Regions from separate parts of the Ovis aries genome. Here region 2 is linked to region 1. The links are chromatin contacts, called in public Hi-C maps. All regions are on one chromosome and are shown on one strand. Each heading gives the region's core, a stretch centred on a gene start, on an enhancer-like site or on the middle of the called end of the contact. The rest is flanking DNA. Distances are from core to core; before and after follow the strand shown. Region 1 has its middle 51 kb from the start of SLC25A33. Region 2 overlaps H6PD (hexose-6-phosphate dehydrogenase/glucose 1-dehydrogenase).

The links. A called contact is a pair of places that touch in the nucleus more often than the background predicts.
Region 2: a Hi-C map of tail adipose tissue shows a contact between it and region 1, with 4 times the contacts expected there. The contact joins two enhancer-like sites. A contact is called at or near these places in 5 of 16 Hi-C or Micro-C datasets (blood, hypothalamus, mesenteric adipose tissue and 2 more).

What each region holds. Positions count from the first base shown.
Region 1 is chr12:43,251,540-43,258,087 of ARS-UI_Ramb_v3.0, reverse strand. No RefSeq gene overlaps it. Among named protein-coding and RNA genes, the nearest start is that of SLC25A33, 51 kb to the right of the region's middle. Within about 2 kb of position 2,852, at least 4 of the 54 cell types and tissues checked have an H3K27ac peak or open chromatin away from gene starts, as enhancers often do. A contact at or near this core is called in tail adipose tissue, where this site is marked.
Region 2 is chr12:43,462,430-43,468,977 of ARS-UI_Ramb_v3.0, reverse strand. It overlaps H6PD (hexose-6-phosphate dehydrogenase/glucose 1-dehydrogenase), which reads left to right. Exons shown (of 5, transcript XM_027975665.3): 5 at 1-5,047. Among named protein-coding and RNA genes, the nearest start is that of SPSB1, 28 kb to the right of the region's middle. Within about 2 kb of position 3,162, at least 20 of the 54 cell types and tissues checked have an H3K27ac peak or open chromatin away from gene starts, as enhancers often do. A contact at or near this core is called in tail adipose tissue, where this site is marked.

The DNA of each region.
Region 1 (6,548 bases), core at 1,603-4,102:
TATCATCATTTGGTCTCCTGTGACTATTTTCCTTTGTTGTGTTTCTCACTTCTCTGATTAAACTTATTCTTTGACTAAAGTTTGTCCACAGACAAAAGACAGGCAGAGGGCGTAGGGGACAGGACCATAACGTCCTGCTCCATGTCACTCTGAGAAGCCAAGCCACTCACCTGGCACCTGCCTGGATTTGGAGCACCTGAGTGGCTCATGCACTCCCACTGAGGTCATACAGTGACCCTACAAGTTCCCAACCAGACCCAGATGCCCCCGCAGACAAGTCAAAGGTTGTTTCCTGGTGATTCATTGTTCCAGGAACAGTCTATTAATGTGGAAGAAGGGGGATGTTCCATTTGCTGATTCATTCATTAATGCTCATCCAGAGCTGCTGTGACCCAGATCCTGCACCAGATAGTGTGTGGAGCCCAGATATTTAAGGCAATGTCCACCCTGGGTCCAATAACAATAATATAAGTTACAAATAGCCAAGTACCAGCGTATTCCCTGGTGGTCCATTGGCTAAGACTCCAGACTCTCAGTGCAAGGCGTCTGAGTTCGATCCTTGGTCAGGAAACTAAATCCGACATGCCACAACTAAAGATCCCACAGCTGCAAGGAAGATTGATGATCCCAAATACTGCAACTAAGACCCAGTGCAGCCAAATAAGTAAATAAATAAGGAACTAATAAATAGCAGAACTCAATTACACCGAAAATAGGAAAACAGTAGAGAAATTCAATGGAAGAAACTGATTCCTCCCCACCACCCAAAAGAATCAATAAAATTAACAAATCTTCTCTTTTAAAAAATAGCTAAGTGCCAGAGGATTCCCTGACAGTCCAGTGGTTAGGACTTGGTGCTTTCACTGTAAGGGCCTGGGTTCAATCCCTGGTCAGGGAACATAGATCCCACAAAGACAGGCAGCGCTACCAAAGAAAGAAAAAATTGCTAAGCACCAGAAGAGCACAGTGACAAAGTACCCTGGAACCTGAGAGAGAGCCAGAATCCTGCTGAGGATCACCCTCTTTGCTTCAGTTTATGTGACAAGAACTTACAGAATCTTTTGTGCCAGTCATTGTCCTAAGAGCAGCTACCAAACCATTTCATTCTCATAAGAGCTTGGTGGAGTTGGTGTTATTATTACCACATGTTTTGGAAGCTGGGGGCACAGTGCACAGAGAGGTTGAGTAAGTTGCCCAAAGTCATACAGCTGCTAAGTGGCAGGGTGACGTTTGTATCGCAGCAGTCTGGCTGTGGTCCTACCCTTAGCCAGCCCATCTGCCAACAAGCCAACTCAGAGGTCAGAGGTCAGAGGTCAGCCAATCCAAGGGCTCTGTGCAGGGTTGTGGGGCTCCCAGGATGGACAGCTTCGTCTCTGTCCACTAGCCATCAGGGGTGACTCCAGGAGCCAAATGGGTTCCTCCAATGGAGCAGTGAGAGGTGGCCTTCCCGACCCACAAAACAAAGTTTTACACTCGCTCTAGATGAACTGTTTATTCCTGAAGGAAAAGCAGCACGAGGAAACCAGATACTAGGTGAAGAGCGTCCAGTTCTGCCAGTGAGAGGGGATGGCGGCTCCAGGGCCCGCGCTGCCCCTTCCATGCAGACCACTGACCGCAGTGCGGACACCAGCCAAAGGGAGCTGTCCTGAGGCCCCTGTGGCCACACCACCAGCTCAGAGTTTGCTGCCTCCCTAGTGAGAGCTGACTGGCTCCTGGGAAAAAGAGCAGGCAGAATTCTAGACACAGGAGTGGACCACATTCCAAATGGTCTTTGCTGTCAGAAAGGGGCAACTTCTGGTGGTCCAGTGGCTAAGACTCCGTGCTCCCAACTCAGGGGGCCCAGGTTCAATCCCTGGTCATGGAACTAGATGTACATGCTGTAACTAAGACCCAGCGCAGCCAAATAAATAAAAAGAAAGAAAGGGGCAACTTCTGGATCAGAAAATTAAATAAATATATATTTTTAAATCTTCAGTGTACATGGGCAAACACAGTAAGTCTCTCTCCAGCCCCTGTCCACCCTCAGCCACCCATTTCTCTTCCCAGAGGCAACCTTCTGGAGTTCACCAAAGCGCTCTTCTCATACGTGTCACACGCGTGGTTCCAGTGTTCCACACGCAAGGTCTGGAATCACCAGCTACCTCAGATCAAGTCACTTGCTCTTTGGGGGCCCCAATATTCTCAACAGCAAATCAGGGGAACAGACAAGATGATGCAAATCCTTCTGCCACTCGAAGGGTCAGCTTCAAATAGTAAGGACGATCAAGGAGGTAATGGACATGAAACTGCCTTGTCAACCAGAAACGTTGAGGCATCACAACCCAGTGGGCAGAGGAACCATAGAAATCAAAGAAACTGGCCCGGGTAGGACCGTTCCAATATCTGCTTGGCTCAGGCCAGAGGCCAGAAGCACATGTGTTGTTTACCCCAGGATTCCAACAGCACCCTCCATCCTCTTCTCCCTGGGTAGATAAAGATGCTCTCCAGCCAGCTCATCTATCTGCTCCTCCTTGCTAAGCTCTCCTCTGAGCCTGTGCTCACGGCCCAGAACTCCATCCACCACCCTGAAGACCTGGGTTGCAAACCCACACGGCACTTCCAAACTTGTGAAAGAGACAAGGGGCGTGGAGATGAAGCATCTGAGTTGGGGAGGAGGTGGTCACTCCCAACAGAGCAGCTTCTAAGACTTTGATCTTGCCAAATGTTTGCCTTAACGAGCCATGAGGCACGTCCACCGCCCTTCGGAGGCTATTTGTTTCTTAAACAGGCTCTTTGCCCAGAAACCATCTTATCCACAGCCTATCGCTTTCTTTTCATAATATCACACCATTACTCCTACTTATACCCTCCCAGACTCCTCCAACCTCTCCTTCCATCTGGGACCCTTCGCATCTGCCAAATGGAGGCCATAACTCCCCGAAACCCATGCTATGGCCAAGCTGTCGTTTCATCTTCACTCATAATCAGGCCCTCCAACCTCTTCATCACATTTATTGCCTTCGTTCCTCAAAATTCCCTCCAGAGTCACTGGTGAACTATGTGAAGACCCAAAAGAAAATTCTCCTGGTAAGAAACATCTTCTTATCTCCAAGGGTGCTATTTTTGTGCAAGGACTTCTCATCGGCCTGATTGCAGACACGATCTTGGCTGGATTGAGCATATTTGAGATACTCATGGAATCACATGTTCTATCTGAGCGTGAGTTTTCTTCCTGTTCCTGGCCTGCTTTTCTGCCCTCCTTGGATCCTCTTTATCAGGCTGTAAGAGGAAACTGCTTTGTGTCGTGATGTTTCTGCCTAAAGCACATTCAACCTGAGAAGCAAAGCCATGTGACTTAGCGGGTAATCCTGGAGCTCTGGGACCATCCCGACCCCCTCCCCTGGTCATTCCAGCATCCCAGGTCCCTGCAAATGCCCATAGAGAGGAACTTCCCTGGTGGTCCAGTGGCTAAGACTCCAGATCCCCGATGCAGGAAGTTCAGGTTTGATCCTAAGTCGGGGAGGTAAATTCCACATGACTCAACTAAGAGTTGAGTTTTTTTTTAATTAAAAAAAAAGAGAAATATCCAGAATAGGTATATCTATAGAGGCAGAAAGCAGACAAGTGATTTCTAGGGGCTGGAGGGAAGAAAAAACTGAAAAGAAAGTGAAGCCGCTCAGTCGTGTTTGACCCTTTGCGACCCCATGGCCTGTAGCCTACCAGGCTTCGAGGTCCATGGGATTTTCCAGGCAAGAATACTGGAGTGGGTTACCATTTCCTTCTCCAGGAGATCTTCCCGACCCAGGGATTGGACCCGGGTCTCCCGCATTGTAGCAGACGCTTTACTGTCTGAGCCACCAGGGAAGTCTGAAAGAACTGAAAGCAGCTGCTTAATTGGTGTGGGGTCTTTTTTTGGGGTGATGAAAAAGTTCTGGAACCAAACAATAATGGTGGTTGCCCGGCATGGTGAATGCCTTTAATGCCACTGAAGTACATACTCTAAAATGGTTTTAAACGGCAACATTCATGTTACATGTATTTTGCATGCATGCACGCTCAGTCAGTCATGTCTGACTCTATGCAACTTCATGGGCTGTAGCCCACCAGGCTCCTCTGTCCATGAGATTTTCCAGGCAAGAATACTGGAGTGGATTGCCGTTTTCTTCTCCAAGGGATCTTCCAGACTCAAGGATCAAACCTGAGTCTCCTGCATTAGCGGGTAGATGCTTTACCACTAGGGCCACCTGGAAAACTTATGTGTATTTTACCACAATAAAAAAATTAAATGGGGCTGCAGTCTGGCATTGCAGACTCCTCTTTGCTGACACACAGCTCAATCATCCTTCCCTGGGTAAAGTGGCTGGAAGTTAATCACTGTATAGATGGTGCCCATAAGCTTAAATTATACATAATAGCCCAGCTCTGGGAACCCTACTTCCCAGGTAATGAGCATTAAGCTAAAACACCTTTGTTAGCTCACAGGGAACATCCTGAGCAGGTCCATCAGTCAATGACTGCAGCCTTGTTGTTGTTCAGTAACCAAGTTGTGTCCGACTCTTTGCGACCCCATGGACTGCAGCATGCCAGGCTCCCGTCCTTCACCATCTCCCAGAGTTTGCTCAGATTCACGTCCATTGAGTCGGTGATGCTGACCGTAAGGTGATGCACAGAAATGAACACGTCCCCTCCAGAGTCTGAGTGGAAGCAGATTGTTTGAGTTTGCTCCCTCCCCTTTTAGTATAGAAAGAGCCAGAATTCTAACTCGGGCAAGATGGTTCTTGGCAGCGTGAGTCCACCATCTTCTCAGTTTGCTTGCTTTCTGAATAAAGTGATTCCTTGCCCCAACAACTCATGTCTCAATTATTGTCCTGTCAGGCAAGCAGTACAAGCTTAGACTCGGTAACAGAACAAACTTCAGCTTTTTCCCCCCTCAGTGAAATGGGGGCCTTGGGAGGTTTCGAGCAGAAGAGTGACATGATCTGATTCATGATTAAAAGGATCAGTGTGAGGCTCCCCTGGATCCAATCCCTCATCTGGGAACTAAGATCCCACATCCCACAACTAAGACCCGATGCAGTCCAAAATAAAATTAATTATTATTATTTTTTAAAATGATCAGTGTGGCTGCTATATTGAGAAGATTCTGGAAGAGCAAAAGGGAGACTCCCCAGGGGGTTATTACAGTAATTGGTCGAGAGAGGAAGCAGGAGAGGTGGTGAGAACAGTCAAATCCAGAGCATCTTCTCACGTCACCAAACTGAAAGAATTTTTCCGAAAGACTGGATGTCGAGTGTGAGAGAAAGAGCCAGGGATGACCCCAGCGTCTTCTGCCTGGGCCACTGGAAAGATGGAGTACAGATCACAGGGGTCAGGAGCAGACTGGGATGGGGAGGGCGGAAGCGGTTGTGCAGAAGTTAGCTTTGAACTTCCTGTTGGGCATCTCAGCAAGATGGAGAGGCAGGTGGACGAGGGAGGCTGGAGGCAGGGACAGTTCAGGCTGCACTGATGTCTGGAGACACTTGGGAGGCAGAAAAGGAGGGACCAGCAGAGGAGGCTGAAGATCAGCCCTGAGAGAAGCAGGAGAAAACCAGGAGCATATCATCCGTGACCCAGACAAGAGCCATTTCAGGGGAGCAGTGAGGGCAATCGCAGCCCATGATCTGGAACATTTCAGATTTTGCTCTGCACTGCAGTTCTAGAAGGAGTCTTCAGACCTACTGCCCATCTCCCTGACTGAAAGACGGCCCCTTGGGTTCAGTCTTTTTTTCTCCGCTCACCATTTTAACCATTCTAAAGTGTGAAATTCACTGTAACTATTTACAGGGTCATTCAACCATCGCCACTATCTGACCCCAGAACATTTTCATCTCCCCCCAAAAACCCCATCCCCATTAGCAGTCATTCCCAGTTCCCTCTTCCCCCAACCCCAGGCAGCCACTTATCTACTTTCTGTCTACATGGATTTGTTTATTTCCTTTCCTGCAAATGGAATCATGTAATATGTGACCTTTTGTGTCTGGTTTCACGCATTGACCTTCATGTTTTCAAGGTTCATTCGTGTATCAGTACTTCATTCTTTTTTATGACTGAATAGTATTCTGTTGTACACATATGCTAATTTTATCTATTTCTTTGTTGATAAACATCGGGTGGCTTCTGGGCTTTTTTGCCATTGTGAATAATGCTTCTAAGAGCATTTGTGTACAAGTCTGTTGCAGAGATGTACAGTTTCAATTCTCTTGGATGTAAACCTAGTTGTAGAATTACTGGGTCATGTGGTGACTTTGAGTTTTTGAGGAACCGCCAACTCACTTCCACAGGGGCTATACAGTCTCCCTGGCCAGCTATGAGGGCATTCGGAGTCTCTCTGAACTGAAATTGCTCTTTAGCCCACTGTAATTCCTCCCGTGTGCACACGTGTGTACTGGGGTCTGTGATCCAGTGGACCCCAGCCTCCTCAGAGTCTAATTTTGGAGAAGCCAGTTTCATTGAGCAGTCTAGAGGCGTCACGGCAACCTGCAACTTCTGGACCAAGCTTACCGAGAGGGAGGGACAGGAGGCCCTCGGGG
Region 2 (6,548 bases), core at 1,913-4,412, 210 kb before region 1:
GGGCACCCAGACCATCCAGGCGCTCCGACCCTCACCCAGCTGGAGCCAGGCCTCCCTGGCGGAGCGGCTGCAGCCCACGTCAGCAGTGGCAGTCCACCGCTGTCCCAGGGCCTTCGCTGGTTGTCAGTGCCGAGAAAGGGCGACTGCTGCCCACCCTTTCACACTACCTCATGGAGGCAGTGGCCTCTTATGTGCCAGCCCCTTCTGCCACCGCTCACTTCACCACTAACACAACGCTGAAGACTTGGGGGAGGCAGTCCCGGTCGAGCTTCTCATTTAGAGTAAACAGGTGCTCCCAAGAAGTCCTGGGCCAATAACAGCTGTTTCTCTGAAACCCCCAAGCGGTGGGAGGCATCTACAAGATTCTTTTATAAAAAAGTGAAAATTCTCAAAACGCTTGATTTCAGCTTTCCACACAGCCCAAGTTACATGAGTGAAGGGTAAAGCAGGGTTTTCTGTGGAACAGCTTCCCCATCTGATAGGCACAGTTTGTATCAGATCAGGCAGATACAAAGTGTCAAGGTCACACCAAGGGCTTTCCTGGGCAAGAAGGAGCATCATGAAATGTGTCTTTCAACTTTTGATTGTTTGCACTTTCTTCAAGGCTGTTTACACTTCTTCAAGAATTTACAAGAATTCTTGCTTTGGAGATGTGTGCCTGTGAGGTGGGTGCTGGCAGGGGGCTCTGCACATAAAGGCTCCCAATAACATTTGGCTTCCCCCAGCCTCCAGAGACCCCATCCAGACAGGACATCAATATTAATGCCCAGAAGACTCACCTTGGCCGATCAGAGCACAGTGCCCAGGTGGGAAAGTTTCCTCCCTTTCTGAAAATCAGCGTTTTTAGCTTTGAGGCTGCTGATGGGAGTGGACTGCGGGAATGGACACGTGACTGCAGGTGTCACGTGTGGCCACATGGGGGCGCCCTCAGACCATCCCTGCTGTCTGGACCACAGAGCCGCTCATCTCTCCCCGCCCCCAGGCTCCTGAGCCTCCCCGGATCCCTAGCACTGAGGACCTCCCCCTCCCCAATCTGTTCCTTAGGAACTTCTGTGAGAAAGAGAGGGACTTGCATGTGCCCAAGTGTCGCTGCAGGATAAGGGGCCAGCAAACTTCTGATGTCACCATTTCTGAGTAACAGCAAGTTACCACAGGCCTGAGCCGGGCATGTCCTGTTCTGAGAGGAGCACCTTGCCTCAAAATGCACCTTCATCTTTGGAGAGCGTGTGTAGGGGCCAGGCGGGGCAGGAAGTGCCAGGGTTTCCTTCCCAGAATCAAGTGCTCTGGGGTTTTTGTTGTTTTTTAATTGGGGTGCAGTTGCTTTATGGTGTTAGTTTCTGCCGTACAACAGAGTGAGTCAGCTCTTTGTACACACATCCCCTGCCTCCTGCGCTGCTTCCCTGGTGGCTCGCTGGTGAAGAGTCCACCTGCCAGTATGGGAGATGTGGGTTCAGTCCCTGGGTCGGGAAGATCTGGAGAAGGAAATGGCAGCCCACTGCAGTATTCTTGCCTGGAGAATCCCATGGACAGGGAGCCTGGCAGGCTACGGCCCAAGGGGTTGCAGAGAGCATGCACATGTGCACCTCCCTCTTAAACCTCCCTCGAAGCTCCCCACCCCCAATCCCACCCCTCTAGGAAGCACTGTCTTAAACTCACACCAGCGTAGTCCACTGGGAGCCCTTGTCACAGTCCCGCTTCCTCCCGCTCCCCTTCCCCTTTTCTCTCTCCTATCCTGTGCTGGTGGTTTTCAGACTTTCTGGGTCATGATCCACAGCAAGAAACACACTTTACATCATGAGTCAGCGCTTGCACTCATGTATGAATCTGCATCTCAAGCCAAAGTTCCATAAATGAATTCTCATCCTGAGAATTCTGGATACCTTCTTTTTAAAAAAAAAAAAAAAATGCTGCTTATAATTCACTAAATCAAGCTGATCCATAGTTTGAAACGTGTTGCTCTAATCTGACTTTTACACTGTTGGGTAAACCGAGGTCCCAAGGGTTGGAAAGGAGCACGGGCACCCAGCTTACACAGGGATGCTCATGAGCACTCTGGAACTGGTACCCAGGCTTCCTGTTCCTGCAGCTTCATGCATCAGGCTGGTCTCCACTGATGCTGCTACAGCCTCCGTGGTGGGATGCTCACCGCTCCCATCACAAGGGAGGGGAGGGGTGGGTGATGGAAGACACATCAGTCGGAGCCCCAGGGCTTCTGGAAGCGGTGATGATGTGTCCTATACAGAGGGTGGCAGGCTGAGTACTAAATGTTTTCTGCTGTATGGTCTTGTTTCGTCTTTACAACAACCCCGTGAGAAGGTGGAGGGATCCTAATTGACCGATGATTTTGAAGTTGAAACTGGAGTTGTCTGACGACAGCAGGCCAGTTCTAAACCGGACGTGGACCGCAGGGTTGTAGACATGTGCTCCCAGCCATCCTGCGGTACCACCTCCTTCCCAGGGAGCCCAGTGCAGCTCCCAGCGTTTCCCAGACAGAGCCCAGGCAGCTGGAGCGGCTCTGCAGGCCTGTGAAAGGAGACCGGCCCCTCCTCTTGGAGGCCGGCTCACATCCTCTTCTCTGAAGCAGGTTTATTACCAGTTGCTGCAGGGAGAGATTTAGGGACTTTCCCAGCTGCTAGAAGCTAGATTCTGATGTTGCTCCGGGAGCAAAGTTTCCTGCCAACTGCAAGTTAGGACAGTCCTGTCCTCCTGCCCCACTTCTTGTTCTTCTGCCGACAGTGCTTTCTTCCCAGTCCCGGGCCTCCCAGGGACCAGCACAACCCGAGCTCTGCCAGCAGGCGGTATTTCAGAACACTCCCTTGGGGACTCTTGTTCCAGAGCTCACGGGTCCAGTCTCCCCGGTCTGGGACCTTCCTCTTCCCCGTTTGCGTAGAGAACCAGACAGTGTGGCTGAGAAAGGGAGGGAGACGCTTCCGCAGAAACTTAAGGGGCGGTTTCCTACAAGTTAGTTTTCAGAAACAGACTTTTTTTTTTCTTGACAAAAATACGCACAGTCTTACAGAAGCAACCTCTGCATCAGCTTTACCAGCTCTATTTTTATCTTAAGCAGACAGGGACCCATGGACCTCAGTCCACGCCGGGCAGTGTGTCTGTGTCCGAGAATGAACAGGTCACAGGAAAGGCCAGTGGTGACAGAAGGGTGAGGGAGCCGTGGTGGCAGGTCCCCAAGCTTGGTGCCTGCCCGCCCCACAAAGGCAAACTCCAGTGGGGCCGAGGCCTGGAGAGGCGGCTGTGTCTCGCGGTGGCTGCCTGCATGGCCCAGAAGGGGCCATCCGCTCCCCCCTTATCGATTCGCTGAACTGAAGAGCATCCCTTTCCCAGCCCTCCACCTCCCCTCTGGGAACCTCCCACTTCCCCTGGAGGCTGCAGCTGTGCAGGTGGCAGTTGAGATTCCCACGAGGAATAGGGTGGGTCCTCCAACCTCATCCCTGTTTGGCAGCTGGTCTGTGCCCAGGGACAGCATCGGGAGGGATCCGCAGTGAGGTCAGCTCTCAAGGAGGCCCTGAGTGTTTTGACTGAGGTCATGGATTTGTTCTTCCAAGAACCCCGCCTGCCCCCCCCACTGCACCCCACTGACGGGCCAACATTGGGGCGGGCGTCAGCCTACCAGTCCAGGGTCCATCTTCCATTGCTCACTTGGAGGTTGGAGCTGGGCACCAGCATGTCCTCTGTGGTCCTTTGCTGCACACTGTTGCCTCCACGTGAGATGAAAATCCCGCTTCACGCTCTTCCTGCTCTAGAGGCCTTCCCAGTGCCAGGCATCTTCACCAGAGGAAGCCAGTGGGGACCACACCAGCCTGTGTTCTTGGAAGATGTGCGTCTTCCAGAGCATCCCGTGACCCCTCTCCAGAGGTTCAGGCTTCTGGCCTCCGGCTCTAAGCACTCCAGGTGGGGCCGGAGTGAGGAACTCTTAAGGATTCCTCAGCTCATTGCAAAGCAAGGTGCACACTCACGAACACTGTCAGCACAGGAGAAAAGTAGCCTGAGACTAGAGGAGGCGCTTCTGGTCTCACAGCAAGCTGGGGGAGTTGGGGGGAATGAGCCCTTTGATGAACTGTCCTTTCCAGCCAACTTTCAGAAGCCCATCTCTTGTAAAGCAGACACCAGTGCTGTATCTGCATGGGACGCGTAGATGGGGAGGGGCGGAGATCTCAATTAAGTATGCTGCTTTTGTTCGTGGTGGTTCTTTATCCTTGATGGTCTTTCCCTTGCTGTCAGGTGTTCTAAAGTAAATCTCGGCATCTTTTCTGTCCCTCTGGCATGGGAAGGGATAGATACATTTCCATTCACTAAAAGTCGCATGGAATATGGTTGAGCGACTGGCAGCTTTAGAAACAGAAGTGCAAACAGAATTACATATATTCATCAGTTTGGGTCCTTGGCTGTACCCCACAGTCGTCTAGACAGGTTGGTTATAAATGGTATGGGGTACTCGAGTATAAGGAAAGGACCCTGGAGAAGCTGGTAATCAAGGCTGAATGCGCATCTCTGAGGCATGACCTGTACAGTCTGCCCCACCCCTCCTTGGTTTGGAAGGACAGGGTAAGAGCAGACATCAAGGGGCCTCTGCCGGCTCTGAGAGCCACCGCTTCCCGAGCCAGAGTGAAGGTTTCCAGCCTTCTTGGTGCTGTGCTTAGCAGCTATTGCCAGAAAGAGCCCTGGATGGGGGGTGTGGGCTCTGAAATCATGGTCTGTTGCAATCTGGGTTGTGTCCATGCATTCTGTCCCGTGCGGGGAAACAGAAATCCAAACAGGATTTCTGTTGGGAGGGAAGAGAGACAGGCAAGCTGTTACCTCGGAGAGACTGTCTGTTCCCCCGGGTGGTGGAAGACCGATGACCCGGCCAATGGCGTGAACATGCCACACATTTCTGCAGAAAGAGCAACTGCTCCTGGCTTGTACGAAACACTGGACACTTTTAATGATGCCTCTGACAGTGAGACATATTCAGATCAGAGTTTTTAAAATGCCTTTTTTGTATGTCAAATGTACCATCTATTTTTTAAACAATAAAATTGTTTCCCCAAAATCCCTGCTCGTTATTTTTCCTGGGAGACCGAGTGTGATGGGCTGTGTGTGTGCTCTGAGAGGTTGTGGCGAGGCAGACCCAGTTACCCCGCACCTATCACAGGTGGATCTGAGCAACCAGCCGGTCCCGACTTGCTTGAGGGTCCCTTGGGCTCCTGGGAGAGACAGTGAGGGGCAAGACGACTGGGTTTCGTAAGTTCACAAGCAGCCTGAGGGATGTCGTCTCCCCGTCAGTCTACCTGGCGGATCACTCATGCAGCAGGCCTCGCCTGGAGGGCACTCACTGTGATGTCTGAGGTGGGTGTCAGTTGGGGCGCCTTTGGAAGCATCAGTATTTTGGTAAAATAACGCATACTCATAAGTGAATTCATACATCGCCAAAAGGCACACAAATAAATGTTAAATCACTGCAGTCCAGTCCCCGCCACTGCAGAAATATTAGCAGAGCAATATTAGCAGAGGTGACCAAAACTCATGTCCTCACTGAGCCTCTGCTCATGTTCTTGATCCTTCCATCTGCCCTTTATTTGGGAGGTCCACTGTCCACCCCTCTTCAAATTCCTCTTTCTCCTCCACGTCCTCTTCACTAGCAGGTTACTCTGGCCTTCCAGTCACTTCTAGCCCCACATTCTGTTAGAAGTGGTCTCCGAGGTCATCTCTGATCCACTGGACACAGCCATACCTCAAGGTGGCCGCCACGCACCGCTAAGAGTCCACACTTCCACAGCAGGGTCCAACACAGCCCAGACAGGAGACCTCATTTCACTGACGGTCAAGAGGTAACTGTCGTCAAGACCTGTCGGCTACCACCAAATCTGGGGCCCAGGACAGAGTCTGCCGGTCCTGAGAGCAAAGCGCTGGCCGGGGTCGGGGCACCTGGCCTTCACTACTGACTCCTTGTCTTCCTTGATTCTCTTTGTGATTGTCAGTACCGGGGGGCCCCCAAAGCTGAGGTCTGTCCCCATTCTCACTTCCAATCAAGAGGGGAGGCAGTTTGGAAAAACTGAATTTTCTCATTTTGATTTTCATTTATGTATAAAAAAGACACCATTAAGGGACTTCCAGTTGGTCCAGGAGTTAAGACTCCTTCCTTGCTTCCCACTGCAAGGAGCACAAGTTCCATCCCTGGTCAGAGAACTAAGATCCTGCCTGTTGCACAGCATGGCCAAAAAAGTTTAAAAAATTAAAAACAAAGTTGTCTGCAGTGCCTGCCACCCCACCTAGTAGTTTTTTCATGTTCAGCAACCTCCCTCCCTCAGGAGATGCTCTATCTCTGTGTCACATGGTTTTGTAGCCTTTATTTTTTATGTTTATTTCATTGTGAGCCTTCTCCACACATCCCCGTGGTCTTCATACTTGGTTTCCACACAAGTGTGAAATCCACTGACAGGAAGCATCCTGGAAGCATATCCCCTCCTCTGCTGTTGAACATTTATTTCTAGCATTCATCAGATGGCGCTAGTGGTAAAAAAACCCACCTGCCAATGCAGGAGAGGTAAGAG